Linked DNA regions of Drosophila melanogaster: region 1 is linked to region 2. A link is a contact called in public Hi-C data. All regions are on one chromosome and are shown on one strand. Each heading gives the region's core, a stretch centred on a gene start, on an enhancer-like site or on the middle of the called end of the contact. The rest is flanking DNA. Distances are from core to core; before and after follow the strand shown.

The links. A called contact is a pair of places that touch in the nucleus more often than the background predicts.
Region 1: a Hi-C map of the Kc167 cell line shows a contact between it and region 2, with 6 times the contacts expected there. The contact joins the promoter of Megf8 here to the promoter of PDZ-GEF in region 2. A contact is called at or near these places in 12 of 107 Hi-C or Micro-C datasets (the Kc167 cell line, the ML-DmBG3-c2 cell line, the OSC cell line and 4 more).

Annotation. Positions count from the first base shown.
Region 1 is chr2L:8,038,962-8,045,689 of dm6, forward strand. It overlaps Megf8 (Multiple EGF like domains 8), which reads left to right and starts at 4,510. Exons shown (of 6, transcript NM_135336.4): 1 at 4,510-5,110; 2 at 5,401-5,817; 3 at 5,886-6,728. The coding sequence starts at 4,754. It overlaps RpL36A (Ribosomal protein L36A), which reads right to left and starts at 3,948. Exons shown (of 3, transcript NM_001298808.1): 1 at 3,862-3,948; 2 at 3,479-3,652; 3 at 2,912-3,164. The coding sequence starts at 3,864. The coding sequence ends at 3,027. snoRNA:Psi28S-2648 (a small nucleolar RNA gene) reads right to left here and starts at 3,389; the gene lies at 3,228-3,389. CG7367 reads right to left here and starts at 827. Exons shown (of 5, transcript NM_001259006.2): 1 at 775-827. It also overlaps Cka and CCDC53.
Region 2 is chr2L:6,318,148-6,325,396 of dm6, forward strand. It overlaps PDZ-GEF (PDZ domain-containing guanine nucleotide exchange factor), which reads left to right and starts at 5,620. Exons shown (of 8, transcript NM_001273197.1): 1 at 5,620-5,846; 2 at 7,026-7,150; 3 at 7,210-7,249. The coding sequence starts at 7,121. Ddr (Discoidin domain receptor) reads left to right here. Exons shown (of 17, transcript NM_001298737.1): 15 at 2,081-2,243; 16 at 3,612-3,761; 17 at 3,824-5,319. The coding sequence ends at 3,988.

The DNA of each region.
Region 1 (6,728 bases), core at 3,260-5,759, 1.7 Mb after region 2:
ATCTGACATAGGCACTCTCGCTGTGCAAGTGCCAGGATACACACGTATCCTTCGCTGCTGGCGAAGGAAAGTGTATTGAAACATTTACGTAACGATTAAAACGATGTAGACGATCAAATTCTGTAGACTAAGCAAGGGCATATACATACATATAACCAAACAATATAACCCGACCCCATATTAGCGAAAGAGCGAGAAAAAATTGTAAATTAACATTAATTAGAGGACAGTCGAGGTGAGACTTTGATGAACGGCGGCCGGGTTTATATACGCAGGTAGCAAGTCAAAACACACACACACACGCGAAAATTGTATTTAACAATTGGTACATGCAGAATGCTTATATAATTTCAATTGTCATTACCAAGGGGAGTACGCAATGCTTGATGGATTAACCACGACCATGTGAGGATGAGATATAAATAATAACTGCAGGCAAGCTATAAACGTATGCTAAGCTATTTATTTAATTTATGCCTAGTATTAACGAATGAAAGAAAGTTACAAACAAACAAAACAAACAAAATGTTGGCGCCAATCGCTGATCCAATGGATTTCGTAGTTGAATATAAATAGATTCGCTTACCATGGATGCGTACTCGTAATTTTAATCAAGTAAATTAATAACACGATGAATGAACAGATTTAGATATGTGACTTGAACGTGAACGCCGAGCAACTCAATATTAGTTTTTAGTATTACCAATTATTATTATATTATTATTACAAATTACATTTACGTGAGCCTTTCACCGACCGACACTCTCCACAAACCTTAAAAACACCCAAAAACTTGATATTCGAAACCGACGAATCAGAATCAAAAACGATTGCGATCTGTGTACACCAAGCAAATCCTCTATTATTTAAATTACGTATTTTAATTTACGCCTTAGTTGTTACAATCGAGAATCCGAATCGCCTTTTGGATTACCGCGGTGATCCGAAACTCTGATGAGCCGATGATGAATGATAATGGTAATAATTAAAATAGTTGTGGACGACCATCGGGGGCAGCCACTCACATATACATATATATATATATATATGTATATATATATACATAAAACTATTGATTTCTAATTTTAACTGTAAATTCTTGATTTTTTATTACCGTGTATTTTTATTTTAAATAAAGTTTTACAAAAAGAAGCCCTGTGACTTGCGTCTGCCTTTTGATTTCTCACAATTCTCACAAACAGCGCACAAACTATTCAGATTCAGTGATGAGAACGTTGTAGACCAGCTGGTTCTCGTTTGCAACGGTGGCAAAAGTTAATAACTTTCACTTGGCATTTTCATTTTCGAACCGTTCTCGCTGCTGGCAGCATTTTTGATTTCTTAACTCAGTTTTGCGAACTACACCGCACAGAATTGAAAGCATTTTCGTTTCTACAAACCATTACAAATCCACTGCCGACAAACACAAGCTGCACGCATGCGTTTTGTTTCAACAAAGACCGAGAATTCGGATCAGCAATGAAATTCTCAAAAAAAAAAAAATTGCTAACAAAAAGTAATGTAATTCTCCAAACAAATACAAATACAAATAATAAATAAAACGCGGATCCGATTTGGCATTCCAACTAATACTTAAGCCGCAGAAAGCGACGCCGAGATGGGCACGATAAGCATTATTTAACTAAGTCAAAATAAAAGTTCATTGTAGATTTGAGCATAGTGAGAAGGTCCCAGGTCCTAATGGAACACCCAGCACATAAGTTTATACATACATATATAAATAATAATGTCAAAGGAAATGCATATTAACTGAACGATACTTTTATAATAAATTGACGAAGAAGTGCATAATACTCGGAGAAATAACATTCACACATTTCATGTTAAGATACAATAAAGTGAATAAATAAAATATTTAAAACAAAATGGTGGATTTGTTGTTGAATGGGTTTCTAAGCTATAACTATGTATTTATGTATATTATTCGTTTTTTTTCACTTTAAAAATGAAATTTCAAAACATTTAAATATGCACACAAGTTTTTTGAAAGAAACTTCAGTTCTATTTCATTTTTAAACTAGGCGCCAAGTTAACTGTGTTAAGTTACGTGAGAAATACCAAATTTTTGGATCAGCTTGATGTTGAGCGAACAATATTTAGTATCGTCAGTCAGCCTGGCAACCCAGAAAAGTACTAAAATAAAAGACGGCTGGTGAAAATAAAATAATGGATGCAACTGCAGCAATCACCGGCAATGTGGACAAGACCCAGGTATGGGACTTATATTCAAGGGTGAACTGCACCTGCAGCTCTCAACTCTGTTCCTCCAGATACCGCCGCTGAACCAGAAACGCATCCTGGCCTTCGTTAACCATTTCCTCGTCAGCACCTGCACCTTTCTAAATGAATTTGCCCTGGGCTGTGAGACGAAGTTCGTGGAGATGGAACGGCAGCTGCAGAAGACGGAGGCCGCCCTCATCATCCTGGAGGCCAAGCTGGCGTCTATACCCACCGAGCACCATGTAGCGACTGAGGCTACCGAAGCGCCAGCGATATCAAACCAGCAACGCAACGAAGAAGCATCCATGGTGGACACCACGGAACCACCGACCACCGAGAATCCTACGGAGCCGGAACTCCCGCCTGAATCGGTTGGTGTGCGCGCCTGTGAAGATCAACGTTACAGAAAGTTCTTCAAAATGGTGCAAGTGGGTGTGCCCGCACCGGCGGTTAAGCAGAAAATGCAATCCGAAGGTCTGGAGCCGCGTATTTTAGAGTAAGTTCCGTGGAGAGGTTTGGCCAAATTGAAAGCTCATCAAGCTCATTTCCATTGCAGCACACCCGATCTGATCCTGGCGGATGGCCAGCGAGAGTGAGCTGCCTGGCGCAGAGCGTGATCTGATCTTGTGATATAGCACATGTTGCTACACCTTGCAATTAAACATTTTTTAAAGCTTACGTCTACAAGTTTATTTTGTTTTATTTGCCGCCGTGCAGCGACGCGAAAACAACATAAAACCACTTCGTTAGCGAAAAAAGGATTTTTAATGGTGTAAAGAAGGTGCCTAGAACTGGATCATCTGTCCCTTGCGCTTCTTGTCACCGCCCAGCTCGAAGTGCTTGCAACGCTTCAGGGGAGTCTGCTTGCGGTATTTGCACTCGGTGCACTCCATACGCAGCACAATCTTCTTGGTGGTCTTGGCCTAAAATGGAATTAGAACTCCAGTTAGCAAGCGGCATACAAATGGTGGTCATGAATTCATTTGGATTGTCTGAAGTTGCCGGTGGGGCGTTGTGGGCATGGATGCCACACAACGTTGCCTTCACGGCCGCACCAGTGCAACAACAGTTTTGATCTGGCACAGTTTTTTCCCACCAAAAAGCATAATGCTCAACGAGCGCAGCGATTTAGTTCTACGAAGCGCCATTCCAGGGATTCCAATCTAGCCGCCATTAGTGTCGATGGCAATCCGGCGGCAAGCGATCCCGGTAGCATTAGACGAATGGGGGCACTTACCTTCTTCCTGAAGATGGGCTTGGTCTGACCTCCGAAACCCTGCTGTTTCCTGTCGTAACGACGCCTGCCCTGAGCTCCCTTGCGCTCCTTGGACTTCTTGTACTGCGTCACCTTGTGCAGCTTGTGGACCTTGCACTTCTTGCAGAAGGTGCGGCGTTGTTTCGGTACGTTCACCTGGAAAACACACAAATCCCATTAGTACAAAATTCCTTGGGCAGCGACACCGAATTTTTAAGCCGAACAGCAACGCACTTGTTGGCCGTCGCGATCCGCGATAGACCACTCCTTGGGTCAATCATTTCGGTATTCCCGCTCTTTTGGCGGAATCACTTAATTTCGGGCATAACAATTGCGGATGTTCAACGATTTCGGGAAACGCTTACCATCTTGATTTCGTGAAGGCGAAAAAAGAAGGAAATCACATAGCGATGGCAGCGTGCCGTCAAGCCATGCGCTATCGATAGGTTTTCGTTTCATTGTTGTGACTTGATATGCATATCGATGTTTGTATAGTTCTTAAGCACTGTTTAAACTATTTTCTACTTTTTGAAGTAAAATCAATTGTTTTTACATTTGTTTTGAATGTGCATATATTGAAACTTAGTACAGAAGAATACTATTATTATTAGTTAATGAAGTTTGTAAACGCCTTATCAATTAGGTATACCATGTTTGTTTGTTTTATGTATTTTTAGTGTCACGAAACTTTATCTGCGAACCTACGTATAATACATTTTTGCCCCACATTAATTATTTTCAAGTAATTTTTAATGTTCATGGAACTGAATGCTTGGTTTTTTCATCGATCTCCACAGAAATATGCTAATAAAATGACAAAATAATATATTTCATATATAATATTTCGATATCTTAACGGTCACTTGATGCTGAGCGCTGCCAGATCAATCAGATTTTAAGAAAATACCAAAAAGTGAAAGTGGCATTGCCATCGAGGGCGAAACATATGTTTTGTTTTGCTCGCGACTTGCAGCGATAGGCGGCGACAAGCAACGTCGTTATCGAAGACCGATAGGGCCCGATACAAAAAAAAAATAAATCGAAATATTTTCAACAATTTTCTGTGGAAAATAATTGGAAATATAGCGAATCTCCAGCAGCCGAAACCGGATGCGCTGGTGGCCCGGGCCCAGCGGCAAGTCGTGAGCAATGGCAGCAGCCAGCGTGCGCTGGCTAGAGCAAATCTAAACGGCCAAAACGGCAACCAGTTAGATAGCCAAAAATTTGCATAAAAAGTGAGCGATTAAAATGCAGAAAATGTACGCGTTGCTAGCAACCTTGACATTCTGGACGCTGGTGCTGCAAACAGAGCAGGCCCACCCGTCCACATCGCCGTCGGCGCCATGCGATCGCAGCCGGAAGGTGTTCACGGAGCCCTACGGCGAAATCTCCGATGGACCCTCCGGCTTTAACTACACGCAGGACTCACATTGCGAGTGGCTCATCAAGGCGCGCAATGATAGCCAGTACATCACGCTAACCTTCCACAGCATGGGCACCGAGTGCTCCTACGACTACATTTACGTCTATGATGGCGACTCCTTCAACTCGACGCTCCTGGGGAGCTTCAGTGGACGCACCCAGCCCCAGCGACTGGTGGCGCGCAGCGGGAGTGTAAGTTGTGTTTTGCCTTGACGAGTGGTTAAATATATAGGATCTATTTGTGGAATAAAGTTATTCAAAAACTTGCACAATTAGAAACCCGGAATATTTTTACCATTCATGACCTTCAATGAGACAGGCTCCAAAATAATCTGTTGAATATTATCTTTATGCATTAGGGTCAAACTTACATCCGCTAAGCTTGATCTTGTACCAATATATTTATAACATGGTGGCAGCCATTAAGGGACACTGTTCACCATTCATAGATGCCCTTCTCATAGCTTATCTTCTTTCTGCAGATGCTCATCCTGATGTACAGCGACACGAATTACGTGCTGGACGGCTTTCGCGCCTCTTACTACATATCAAACTGTCTTAACAACTGCCATAATCATGGAAAGTGCGTGGGTCATCAGTGCGTTTGTCACGGCGAGTGGGTGGGCCCCGACTGCGAGGATGAGGCCTGTCCCCAGCGATGTGGTGAGAGCCAGGGACGAGGTCGTTGCCAGAAAAGCATATGCCATTGCTCGCGCGGTTACAGCGGCCGGCTCTGTGATCTGAGTGATCATCCAGCGGGCAGCAGCTGGCGCTGGCTGGCCACCGACGCCGAGGGAATGACGGCCCGTGCCGCCCACAGCGCCGTATACATGGAAGACGAGGACGCACTTTACGTCTTCGGCGGATATGATCTAAATAACGTGATAAGCACGCTTCAGGTAAGTCGTATACACTATTCTATTGTATTCACGATACAAAAGAACGTACTAATTTGGTTGGATTTCAGATTTATCGCTTCAGCACCAGCCAGTGGGAGGATGAATGGGGTATTGCGCTCCAGAGTCGCCGTCACTTCTACCATCCTCAAAAAATCGACCATACCTTGCTTAAGGCCGTTCTCCAGCACAAAAACGAGGACGAGGCCAAGCTATGGGGTCTGAATAGCGACGTAAGCTTCTTCCGCAACATTCTGTACACCTTGGCGGAATCCAATCTGCACCAGCGCCGCACGCGCTCCTCCCTGCCTCTTACGATTGTGAATGCGAATTCGACGGATGAAGAGTTGAACGAGTATCTGGAAGATATATTGGAGGAGGTTACGGATCACAAGCCGCACGGACGATATGGCCATGCAGCGGATAGTGTGCCCGGCGGCTTCGTTATCTATGGCGGGAAGCATGCCAATGGTAGTTTCTACAGTGATCTCTGGCAGTACAATAATACGGAAAGTGGTGGCAAATGGAAGCAAATGGCCATTAGGTCCGCAGTGAAGCCGCCTGCTTTGGCCAGGCATACGCTTAACACCGCTGGATCGTATCTCTATATATTCGGTGGTAGTCTGGAGACGGGTGAGTTCTCATCCAGCGTATATCGTATCCCACTTCCCCTCTCTGAAGATTCGCAATGGGAGCTGGTGCAACCGAGAGGCGGCAAGACCTTGGACGTTCGCCTGGCAGCGCATTCGACGGTCTATTACAAAGCCACCAATTCGTTAATTGTGTTTGGTGGAATCATGACGAGCTTGGCCCGCTTCTCTAAGCTCTCGGATCGTATTTACGCATTTCAACTGGATCAAATGCACTGGACGGAGATTTTATACCCCCGAACGGCGCTCAGGGACACCAATATA
Region 2 (7,249 bases), core at 4,370-6,869:
ACGTTAGTAGCTCCACCCGAGGGGAGCTCAAGCCGGAGCCATTCCCGCCCCATGCGAATGCGGATGCGGATGCTACTGCAGTTGCAGCTGCTGCTGCTGCTGCTACTGTATTTTCATTTTATTTGAACGCGTCGCCATGTCAGAGGTTAAATGCATGCGCAGCAGTCAGCGACCTTCCGCTGCGACCCCTTAATTTGACCTTTATTGGCAGCAGCAGCACCCACAATGCACACCCCCTGCATTCAGCATTCCACCTGATCAGGTTTGCAAACCCCTTGTGACATAGTTCCGCCCCCGTTTCATTTTTGCATGCGTTGACATGTGAAATTGTTGGCCAAGTCCCCAGGCGAAGCTTGCTTTCGATTCCTGTAACTTGGCTCTTTTAGTCGCACGGGTGGGCTATTACCATCAAAGTGTTGCTGCTGATGTTTTAATTAATTGCCGCATGTCGACTGCATGCAAGTAGGTAAAATGACCGGAGTGTCCCAGGGAAATTGATACAAGCTTTCCAATTAATCAATTCATATCATATACATATGCATATGTATCTCGCATGGGAACAATTGCTTTAAACTGAATTTATCTCGCTGTTATGCGAAAAATTGCAGCGTGAACCTGCAGTTTTTCATGAATATTTTGGGTATGCTATCTTTAAAAGGCTTTTTTACATAAAACGTTCATGAAAAATATAAGCTTAATCTATACATAAGTTTTTGCACCCAGCTCAATGCGCTTCGTCCCTACGTGAAACTACACGGTGCTGCCAACTCGATTAATGATTCTATACCCTCAACGTTTTGAAAACATTTATTAACTTTTATGAAATTAAATGTTATAGAAAGTAACTGTAATCGATCAGAAGTATATTGCTTTTTCAGAAGTAATCGGAACCGTGTAATGAATGTGTACATTCGTACTGGTCTCGGTTTTCAGCTGGAGAAGCCTCGACACGTGTCGACGTCACTGTCAGTGCTTGTCTATGGAATGGAAATCCAAGCCAATCCATAAACAGCCCTGGCAAGCCTACTTAACTACTCACTCAGCCAGCGACCCACAATTCCAGTGTTGCCGCCCCTTCGCATGTTTGTGGAAAATTAAACCTTTCACTCAGCTCACCTCATACTCGTACTCGTCGTCGTCGCACTCGCACTCGTTCAAACTGTTGACACGTCCTGGAAATGGAAATCTATAATGCGCCGAAATCAGAAACAGTTGTCTATCCGAGGCGAGGGTTGCAACTTGCCCTTTTCGACCCCTTCTCGACATGTGGTTTGCTGTTTGGGCTAAACGCATTACATGTCAAGACAACGACGTCGCTCTTAGCACTTCAAGCTTACATTTTATTTGCAATATGACAGGACTTTATATCCTTTTTCAATATTGAGAGACAGGAAATTATGCTTGTCAGACCGGTCGGCTGATGGGTTATGGCTCACTTTATGCTCCGCTGCAGGAGATTAGTCCTGAAGCGTCGGGCGCTTAGTCCTTCAGCCCACTTGGTCCTTGCATATTTGATTAGCCTTCCACTTAAGGGGCGGTGCCCCTACCTTCCTTATTCAGAGGTCGATAATTAGTTTCGATGTTGATTCCTCAGATTAGAGCGAAAGAAGCACTTATTGATTTCGACATGAAAACCCACACGTATCTATAGGTACTTAAATATCCTAGCAACTGTATTTCTTCGAACTTATACAAATTCCAGAAAAGAGAGGACTTTTTTCCACTTAGAACTCACGCATTTAATTTTTATTGAGTAACAACTTTATAGAACTGATAAATTGCAGTACTTGTGAATTTCACACTAAGCCATACAAGGATGAAACCTATTTATAAATTCTTGTTCCGTACTTTTTCCATTAAATCTGTCATTTTTAATTTGCAAGCCAAAGTCAACTCCTTTGAAAAACAAACTGGACGTAGAGAACACTGGGGGCGTTCTTTTGTCTAAGCAAATGCAAATATTTGGAATCCTTGACATTGCACGAGTATCTTTGGGGCGCTTTAGCTCTCTGGCCTAATATTTATTTTCTGGTATTTATTTTTTAATTGCCCTCATGCCATGTGCTCCGCTTCCTTCCAGGAGCTGCATCATTGGCCCCGAACTGTGCGTCAAAGTCTGCTCCATCGGCACTGTGATAAACCGCTCGGCCTACGCGTCGGACTACTGCCAATTGGAGGGCTTCACCGGCAGACAGAGCCAGCCCATGCCCATTCGCTGGATGGCTTGGGAGAGCGTCCTATTGGTAAGATATTATAGTATATAGATCATATTATATTATATATAAAGTAATATCAAAAAACACCTATTCAAAACTAGAATATTTTGTGTGAAAATCCAATCAAAGTTCTGCATTACTAATAACATAACTTTGAACGTTTTATAGGCGTGAGTAGTAACTTAGTTAGTACATACCCATACCCAAATGTGCAACAATAAACAAGAATGACATTTATATATCATATTTTTTGTGTATTAGAAGCTTTATATGAAACCTTAAACAGTAAATCCATATATATATATACTAATTAAAATGTGACAAAGGCGGGCTTAGTAAACCCCATTTTAATTAATGAAACAGAGGACTGACAACAAATCACTTGTTCAATGACAAATTTCAAAGTTCAATTGTAACTATAGTTATTAAGCCCTAAAAGTTTCGGCTGTTAAATGTCAATTTTAATACCTTATGATTATATTTGGTCAGAATTACCCTTTTCGTTGGGTTAATGCCTCTCCATGGCGAACAAGCTTTTATGAAATATGTACCCTTGTTTCTGTATTGACTCTATTTATTCTTTTTATATAATAATACAACGCCCACATCAAATCAATAAAATAATGTAAAATGTAGCCCCAATTAGGCGGCTGGTTAATTAACAAACATGCAGAGTCCATTAACCCATTGGGTGCTCAACTCGTCTTATGTCGTGAGTGTTTTTTTTTTTTGACCGAAAAAACGTTTCATACGCAATTTTATAACAAAAGCAGTGAGTAGAAAAAAACATTTGGCAAAGCGTAAAAGTAACCAAAAACCGAGTGAAATATTTTATAAATCCCCAAGCAAAAACCGCACCAACTAAATTAATTAACTACACGAAAACCGGGAGCAGATTTTTGGCCAGACTACGAAAAGCAAACGGAACGAAATGTACATGAATATAGTATGTATGTACGTACAAACATTCCCACACAATATGACAGATAAAAATAAAAACAAAGAGCCTCTGGGAGGCAGAAAGACTAGATACAAGTACGAGTACGAGTCGGCGTGGTTTGGGGAGAAAAGGATGCTTTTAGAGGTTTCCAGAGGCGTTCAACAGGGCCCAAATAAACGAACGAGTGAGTGTATAGCACTGCAGGAAAAATCGGAATTGATAAGGGGGCGGATTGTGGAACGCTGTTGCGTATAATGAAAGGCTGCAAAAGGTTTTAGATACATGAACAGGAGCTAAAAGGAGCTAAGATAAAATGAATGTGGGACAACCAAATACTTACCGCTTCAAAAATATACTTACTTTTTGCAATTTCCCTTGGTTTTATATATGTGTATCTCCTAATAATTAAATGATCTATCTGTTATCTAACATGGTTTGATAATACCTCTTTGCAGGGCAAGTTCACAACGAAATCGGATGTGTGGTCCTTTGCGGTTGCCCTGTGGGAAATATTGACTTTCGCCAGGGAGCAGCCCTACGAGCATTTGTCGGACAAAAGTGTAATTGAAAACATCGGCCTCATATATCGGGACTACAAAATGCATGTGAGTGGCTATAGAAACAATTATTGATGTGGTCAAAGAATTATGTTGCCTCGTATTTCTAGGAACTTTTGCCAATGCCTCCGAATTGTCCGCGAGAGATTTACGATCTGATGTGCGAGTGCTGGCAGCGCGACGAGTCGAGTCGACCCAGTTTCCGCGAGATACATTTGTATCTGCAGCGCAAGAATTTAGGTTTTAAGCCACAGACCCATACACACATGTATTGAAACATTCTAGGCGTAGAAATACGAATTGAACATGATTTTAGCAGGTTATAATTCAATTATCAATTTCGACAGCTATCCGGGAAGAACGTAATTTTAAAGAGAAATGCATGTAGAGAACTTAATGAATAACAATCGCAAATCAAACCCCGAATTTAATACGTTACACATTCTTCGACTGGGTATGCCCAATCGGAAATTATCCAAATATGTATGTATATCAGAGGTAACGACTGTTTGTACGGTAAAACACAGGAATCGCTAACAAATATTATACTTCTAAGGACACAATCAAGTGAATAGCTTATAAAATCCCTCGAATAATACACATTGAAAGAGTTTAAGTGTAAATAATATTGGTAGAAAACTCCGTATGGTAATATTTGTGCATTCTATCCAATGGATAATTAAATGGAATCGAAAATGAAAACATTGACATATGTGTGTACCTATCGCTCCTCCACCTGAACGCTATCTATCAAATCAATTATGCTTTACATATTTACTAGAGTAAAGTGAAATGAGTCTATATTTATAAAAACTAAATAATGTCCACCTGCCGTTGCTGCCCCTTTTCCTGGAAATTACAACTGCATTTTGACGATGTATCGCGATGGAAAAAAAATATTTAAAGCCTGCATATAATTTTGACAATAACTGTTTAAACAAAGAAGTGTGAAAACAATTGTGCAAATTGCTTTGTATTTCTGCAAATCTAAACTCGTTCGAGTTAAAAACCTAGGCTAATCGCAGACATTCGTTCTTAAATCTCTAGTCTACACAAAAGTCAATTAGACGCATATCAAAAATGTATTTTGTTTAACCAAATTTTTACTGTGCCTTTTCCCTCCTATTTTCTTGTGCTGTACAAAGTCTTAATAACCGTATATCTATTTTATTTAATTTGTATTCTATCAAATGCTTAAAAAGGTTTCGCTGAATAAAGATATGCAGTTATATCAACTCGATCTAAGAAAATAAGTTTTAATCATAAGCATAGTTGTAAGTTCGTTTTAAATTTGCATGATAGACGACATTTACATTATTTCAGTTAAGAGTTCAATGGTTTTCATGTATTCCAAATATTTAAAATGATTCTTTACTAAATATAAATATAATTATTTTAATTTAGCATAACCATAAACTAAACGATACGTTTCCCTTTCTAAAGATCAGTGTAACTCAAAATATAAATAAGCAAAAAGTAGAGACAAGAAAGAAAATCGTTGAGCACAATCATGTTTAATAAAAAGAACTCTAAAGATGAAACTCAGAATTGTACGCTTTTTGAAATGGAAGAAATTGCATTAGATTATAAATAAAGAAAAATCCTTAAAAACACAGCATTTCGATTTTCTGGGGCAAACTTGACTTTGTTTTAAAAAGTTTGCAATTTATAAATTGATAACGGTAATGTATGAAAATAATAAAAATCACCAAGGCGCCATCTATAAATAAATGTTTTAAAAAACATAAAGCAGAAATAACCGATTCCCAGATCAGCGGGTATTTTTTGAAACAGAAGTGGCGCCACTAGCGTATTAAAAAGGAACTTAGTGAACAATCTATACCAACCAATCGGTATTTAAATACCGCAATTCAGCGATAGTCATAGATAGTATAGAAAACCTGGTATCACTGAGCGGTGTGGTCACACTGTAAGACGCGTCGGACTTTTAGTTTTCAGCTACTTAATTTTTCTAAATTAAACGGTCGCCCTCGAATCGAAAAACTAATTCACCAAATGAAAGCAACTCGAAATACCATCTTACACACTCGGCCACGCAGCTGAGAGCGAAAAGCGCTCACAAAACTGCAGTGCAACAGCCACTTTTCCTCGTCGAGATGTGTGTTTGTGTGTGTGAGTGAAAGAAATTCCAACAATGCGCACCACAATACCAATACACACACAGGCTGCTTGAATCTCTTTATGCAGCAGTGTACGCAAAAAGGGCAGCTGGGAAACTACTTGCGTCTAAAAAAAAAGTGCGTATAATTAGCAAGTGCAGGGGCATAAACACAGTCCCAACCAACTCCCCACCCCCCGCCACTGGAGGACCCTTGCTGGCTGCAAAAACCATTCAACTGCACCAAACACGCCCATATCTGCTGGCTGTGCGAGTGTGTTAGTGCGTCTGCTGTCTGTGTGGGTGGTGCAAAGTGTGTTTTATTTACTACGCTTTGATTTTGCAATGCTCCTATTATTATTGTTGTGTATGGCTTATCCGCGCTTCGGATGTCGTCGCCTACAATTTTCGTTTCATTTTTTGTTATTATTTTTCTGTGTCGCTCGCCCCCTCGCACACACACATGCAAACGCTCAGCAATCGCTCTCACGTACAGTAGCAGCTTTGGCTCCCACACACATGCACACTCCGCCGACGCGTAGGCAGCGCATACTCAATCTCCCATGAGAATTTTCGCCCGCTCTCCGATTGTTTTTGTTTGCCTTAATTTATTGGCAGCATTGTGTTTGTTGTGGCGGAAAATGAAAGTGTGTTAGTGCGGGCAGCAAAAAAAACCCAGCAAAAAAAAAAAAACAAAAATTAAAAAACAAAAGCAGCAACCTGCGCGGCCAGCAAACAAAAAGCCGAATAAGAATTGACTAACAAACTCTCACAGCAATTTCGTTTCGAAAACCTTTGTTTTCGAGCGCCGTGTGCATCGCAATCAAAGCTCCGCAGATGCCACTACATCCGCGATTTGGGCCACCCTTTCTTCAAATTGGCCCAAACGCTATACAATGGCTAATCTCTCGGCCAATTGTTTTCGGTTACAAAAGCAAACAATGAACAAATGGCAATTTTAAAAGTTGCCACTATTGTTGCTTTTATCTATATCCGTGATCATGAGGATATAACAAGTTACAGAAAGTTGATTGTGGTTTTAGAAGTCCGATTTCAGTTCTTTAGACGTACGGAATTTTGATATAAAATAAGAGGTTTATAAAGAACAGAAGCGTATTGAATCCTTTACTTATAAGATGACTTACACACTAATTCTTTTGTTTCTAACCATGGTCCTTTCTCAACCTTTTCAGTTAAGTATAAAGTCTAATCTCATCACATATCACATCAAACGGGGCAAAGGTTGGCATGTCGTTGTAGACAGCATCCACAGCAAAAGCTACCCCTCATGGATCCGTATCACCATATCAGACATCATGTGAGTGCGCGCAGATTAGCTTATTGTACTTGAATTAAATTGACCTCTCTCCCCAACAGTATCCACCCACAAGCATAGCAGGCACAGGAGTGGTGGTGG